Linked DNA regions of Gossypium hirsutum: region 1 is linked to region 2. A link is a contact called in public Hi-C data. All regions are on one chromosome and are shown on one strand. Each heading gives the region's core, a stretch centred on a gene start, on an enhancer-like site or on the middle of the called end of the contact. The rest is flanking DNA. Distances are from core to core; before and after follow the strand shown.

Region 1 (2,936 bases), core at 335-2,834, 140 kb after region 2:
TAGAACTTAAAAACCATAAATGTTGAGTTGTATTAAACTTATTTATTAAGGTTGGATTTAGGGAACAATTAAAATATTAATTAAAGAGGCACTCAACTACAACAAGTCTTTATTTATTAGGGTTATCTCTCAAGCAATAAGAATAATTGTAAATATATTACATATTAAAGATAACTCGAAACTTACAAGTGTCAATATTTATGTACGTTAATCGTAAATACAAATAAATTGATTTGGTTTATACAACTCAATACTGTTGGACGTCAAAATTCTTTAATAATTACCTTGATTTACTACGCAAATGTAGAAATATCCTTAAAAAAAGTATTCTATAATATTAGTTTTGAAGAATTATAAGAAAAATTTTAAAATTTTGGTATATCCAACTCAGAAAAACACATGTGCTACTTTTATCCCCTTTCCCCCACCAAATTTTCTAAAAGAAAAGCAACCATAGAATTTACAACATTCTAGGATGGTTTGGCAGTTGGAACCTCCAATTAACAATATAGGCCCAAACAATATTAAGAGAAAAACTATGTAGGCCTTGAATTGTCCAAAATAAACAAAGTTCTTCTAAACAAAAATAAATAAAATCCATTTTGATGTATAATACAATATTGAAAGAGATCTTATGATTTATTCAATTCCAGATTCTTTAAAAAAAAAGTTTAAAATAACATATTCTTTATGAATAGACAAATAAGCTAAATGTTGGACCCAATAAATTAGACACATTTCGTTACTTTATATATATATATATGAAACAACACAAAATAACATATGCCTTACTATCTCTTTGCCGTCAAGCCCCATCAACATTTATCTTGCACCAACCAATAAGTGGATATGGCTAACAAAGCTTAGACATTTTATTTTTAAATATTTCATATAAAAATAGTAAAAGATGTGGAATTAATATTAATTACTTTAGTAAAAAGATTTCTCTAACCAAGTTAATTCCTCACATGAATACAATTAAACTTTTTATATATATTATAAATATTGGTTTACTTTGCTATGGCCAGTAATATGACTTCCCTATTAAATTCTTTTTTTCAAACAAAACGGCTTTGAAATTAAAAAAAAAATGGAGAAATTTGAAGAATAAGACGAACGCGGTAGGGATAGCTGCGAACTTTCAAGATAGCTGAAATTGAAGAATAAGACGGCATTAATTGGGTTTGGTCAAGATTATTATTTAATTAATATAATATATTCTTATTTAAGTTTAATAAAATATGTAAATTATTAATCCAAAATTATCAGAGTATGCTTAATAAGAAAGGAAAATACGAGGAAAGAAAATAGAAGAGATCATTGTAATGGGCCATTTTTGTCCAGGCCCATCAAAAAAATTAAACCAAGAAATATTAATAAATTAATAGTCCAAATGATACAAGCCCAAAAACAAAAAAAGAAATCCATTTATAGAATAGGCCCAAATGGCCCAAAATGAAAAAAAGCCTTAAACAGCCCGTTGGCCCACAACTTAAACTCATTCTCAGAACTCTAATGTTCTATGCGCGCCGCACCCCCTCCCTCCGCTCGTGCCACGTCAGCCCACCTCGTCCCGAGGCCTAACGCGCACTTGCCGCCATTGCACCAAAATGGCAAAGGCAGCCCTTCTCTCCTCTTCGTTGACCACGCGCCAGTGCCTACAAAAAGAACGAAAGAGGACAACAACAGCAGAGAAACAGCGCAACATAAATAGTAGAAACATTAAAAATATATAGAAAAATCAAGATCTAATGTATTATTTGGTTATAAAAGTCAGATCCACCATGTATTCTTTGGCACACAAGATTAATCAAAAACAGAATTCAAAAATCCAAAAGGTATTTTTTTAGTATATTTTCATTCTTTATCTTTTATTTTCGAAAACATATATATAAAAATAAAAATAAAAATGAAAGATTTTTTACCCTCATCGCAGTCTTCTCCCTCCGTTTGGAAAGACTAATGGATCCTCAAGGTTTGCCAAATGGTCGCGACAGAAAAAGACAGAATCGAAGGGTTCCTTTGATTTGTTTTGAATTTTGGTGGGCTCTTCGGGCATTTTGGCATTAGATTGGGGTAGAGGATAGTAAAACGATCAAAAAGGCCCTTTTTTTTGTCAGCCACCGTGGACAATGGAGCCGTCACCGGCGACCAACGACCGACGCCGAGGCTCGCAAGTCTCCATGGCTGGATTCTGGGATACCCAGAGAGAAAAGAAAAGAAAAAAAATTTTAAAAGAGATATTCAAATGATTTTTTTTCTGTTTTTTATTATTTATAATAGGACTAATACAACGTTGTGTTTTTCATTATTTATATTCAAATGATTTATCCCTTTAATTTCATCCTAATTTCGATTTAATTCTTAACCTTAAATTTCAACACTTTTCACATATTATTTTATTATTTTATTTATTTATTTACTTATCATTTTTTTTACCCTTTTTTACACTTAAAAAAAATATAGATTATTCACACTCTTTTACTTGCGTATTTTTATTATTAAATTATTATTTTATTTTTAATGTTTTTATTATTCCCATTATTTTATTATTTTATTTATTTTTTATACTTTCATGTCACATTTATTTATTTTTATTATCATGCATTTCCCATGTTACTTTATTTTAAGATCATCTTGTTTATTTTACTAATATCATCATTAATCTTATTGATTGATGTTATTATTACAATTATATTTGTAATGTTATAGTATTTCTCTACTTGTTTGTTCTAACATTCTACCCATATAGCTATTATATATTATTCTGTTTACGACTATACTGCACATTAAATTTAGTATATTCGCTCATTGGTGTATCGTATCCAAATATAAATACATATTGTTTTAAACATTACATTTGTTCTTGTTTAGAAAAGGAAATTAGAACATCATTTTAAAATACATGAAATTTAATGAAAAATAAAATAAAACGC
Region 2 (3,115 bases), core at 442-2,941:
AAAAGGAAAACCACTCCATCTTTATCTTCACATTCTTTTAGAGTGAAACAAGCACTGAACCAGTAAATGAAGATTGAATAAGCTGAAAAAAATCAATTGACAACCCCTAAAAAGAGACAATAGACGATTAACAAATTACACGGCTGCAGGAAATGGCACCTATACTTTTTATACCATACATAATGTCTAACCGAGTTGTTGTCATGAGTCAAGTTACTCCAACTCAGCTAACAGTTACTCAAGAATAAAATAAAATTAAGGATGTTATGGTCTTTAATTTATTTTTACCTATTTTAAAAAAACTATCCACTCCTAGAAAATCTACCTATTTAGCTTTTTATTTTTCAAAACAGACAAAGAAAAAACTGACTAAGTAATTGAACCACATTCTAGTAAGGAAATAAAATATAACAGAATGTAACAGTCCTTAATACTACTGGAAACACAATCTAACCACCAAAGGAGTTCTTTAAATTAATACAAAATCAAATTCTATGCATAAACTATCAAAAACATCAATAACTTACACAACCCCAGAAAGGGAATGCAAGACCGCCAACCCTTTACAATTTCTAATAAACTACGTTTTCATCCAAGACCCAAATCTTTGATACATTTATCTTCCTTTAACTCTATCGGAAAGCCAAATATAGTTGAATAGTCTATAGACTCCCAGAAGGGAATTCAAAATTTCAAATATGCGTAACGTCCCTAAAATTACTAATCCATATTATCCCCCAAGTCTAAAACAAAAGGTCAAAAAGAAGCAAAGTGCACCTTAATCTGTTTGAATCAACAAAGTTATTTCATAACCAAATTTAAATTCAAATTTCAAAACTCCACCCTAAATTAACACTACCCAGATGCCAATATCAACAGATTTCAACAAAAGAACCTAAAAACCAAAAACCCATCAAGAATTTCAACATACCCATGAGTTCTCAACAGTCTCCTCTGTTGGGCAGTGGCGCAAATCGAAAGCAGAGACAAGAGACTCGCTCTTCTGATCCTCACTGGCTGGCCTTTCTTTAACCCATCAAGCGCGAAATTAACCTCGTCAACGTGCTCCATCATTTCCCCGAATTCTTGAGCCTCCATCAGACTCGAAGTCGGCGAAATCCACGGCATAGAAGAATACCCTACCTCGTTCTTGCTCTGGTTTTGCTTCTGTTTCTTGGATCTTCTAACAACACCGTTTCTTGGATCTTCGAATTCGAAACTTCTTTGGGTTGGTTTAACGGACGCTTTTATTTTGTTCTTGTAGTCGTCGTCGATGAATTCTTGAGAGGACGGCCATAAGGAAGAGGATTCCTGGGTGGTAGTGAAAGGGAAATCGTAGATGTCCTGAGACGGCAACGTTTCTTGGGACAATGGAGGGGAGTCGGAGACGTCGTCGTTTAGGGAGTCGGAGAATGTCCTGGTTAAACCACGGTTACGGCGACCGTAGGTTCGGACGATCATTGTTTGGAGTCTGGATTTCTTTGTGGTGGCGGCGTTTAACCTGGATATGGCATTGAGAAGTAAGATAAGGGTATTTTGGGCAAAAAAGAAAACAAAAATCGAGATTTTGAAATGAAACGAAGCTCTCCCTTCGTCTTTCTGTCTCTCTCTCTTTCTTGGACGGTGGAGCTGAGAGAAAAAGAAAAGAAAGGTTTTAGGACAAATTAGAAGAGAGAAATCTGGGTCCGGTTGGGATTTTGATTTGGGTCCGGTTTGGTCCTAAAATGAGAGGAAATTACCTAGGGCCGACGCTAATAGGAGTGGATGGGCCGTGACACCAAATATTTTGAATCTCTCTTTAATATTTATATTAAATATAAAAATATTTTATCCCTTTCAAAAATTAATTTAATGAAGTATAAATTAGAAAAATAAACCTTTGAGGGTCAAACAACCTCCCAATAAAAAACAATAAATTTAGCATTTAAAAAAATTGCATCCAATTGAGCTAAAAAGATATTCTTTTATTAACAAAAATTATTAGTAATTGATTTGATTATAATGAAAAATTGACATGTAGTAAAGTATATTAAAAGTGACATGTCATGTAAAATATAAAATATAAAATCTTAGTAAATAATACTAAAAAAGTTCACACTTAAAGAACAATTTAGTATATTTTTAAGTTTTTAGTTTTTAGTTTAATGTAATTTTGATTTTGATTTATTTTACAATTTCTAAGTTTTTTTTCTTGAATATTGTAAAAAAGTTTAATTATTTCTTAGGTTCCTTCGAAAAGTTATTTTTCAGAATATGTGATATATATGAGTGTTGAGTTAATAGTAGGCTAAATTAGGTAATTATGTTGTTTTCTTAATTAAGGTTATAAGTCATTTTTTAAAAAATTTAGAGAAATAAGTCATTTTTGAAAAGAGAAATGAAAAGCGTGCCCAGATGGACGAGTTTTTCCTCAACGGTCATTTGAACGTTGGTCGTGCAACGATAAAAAAGGACAACAGTCATTTTTGTTTACCTATAAATACCCCAAATTTATTTATTTTTCATTCACATCATATTCTCTCAATTTTCTCAAGTTCTTGTTCTAAATTTTTCGATATTCTTGTTCAAAAATATTATTTTTTTAATTATTCTGTATTTTATTTGTTCGAATTAAATTTTCATTAATAACAACCTCTCTAATTCATTTCGACCACAATCACATTTATGTCGCTCAAGCAGTAATGGTAAGACAAAAATTTAATTTTTATTATTTTTGATTAAGTTAAATTTAAATTTTTTATAAATTAAAATAATTTTCAGTCGTTATAAATAAGTAGATGACCATGTTTTGGAGGCGTTCATACATAATTTGTCAACGCCTCCAATCACTGAAATTCATGGTTACTTGCAAGAGGCGGGATTCTTGCATACATCTCATATGTTCGAGGGCTGCAAACTTGACCCTAGACTCATCAGCGCATTGGTGGAAAGATGGAGGCCTCAGACGCACACTTTTCTATCTTCCATGTGGCTAGCGTACAATCACACTAGAGGACATGGCGTTACAACTCGGTCTACCGGTTGATGGACAGATCGTCACGGGAACAACAAATATTTTCTGTAAAAAAGGATATTTGTACAGCATTATTAAGGAAGGTCCCGAACAAGTTTGATA

The links. Hi-C and Micro-C count contacts between places; a contact is called where the count stands out from the background.
Region 1: a contact with region 2 is called in a Hi-C map of leaf, with 3 times the contacts expected there. The contact joins the enhancer-like site here to the promoter of LOC107901668 in region 2. A contact is called at or near these places in 17 of 34 Hi-C or Micro-C datasets (anther, callus, fibers and 4 more).

Annotation. Positions count from the first base shown.
Region 1 is chrD06:44,855,092-44,858,027 of Gossypium_hirsutum_v2.1, forward strand. LOC121218133 (a long non-coding RNA gene) reads right to left here. Exons shown (of 3, transcript XR_005914374.1): 3 at 1,321-1,658. Among protein-coding and RNA genes, the nearest start is that of LOC121218133, 7.2 kb to the right of the region's middle. Within about 2 kb of position 1,585, at least 1 of the 9 cell types and tissues checked has an H3K27ac peak or open chromatin away from gene starts, as enhancers often do. A contact at or near this core is called in leaf, where this site is marked.
Region 2 is chrD06:44,713,857-44,716,971 of Gossypium_hirsutum_v2.1, forward strand. LOC107901668 (wings apart-like protein 1) reads right to left here and starts at 1,692. Exons shown (of 12, transcript XM_016827756.2): 1 at 932-1,692. The coding sequence starts at 1,461.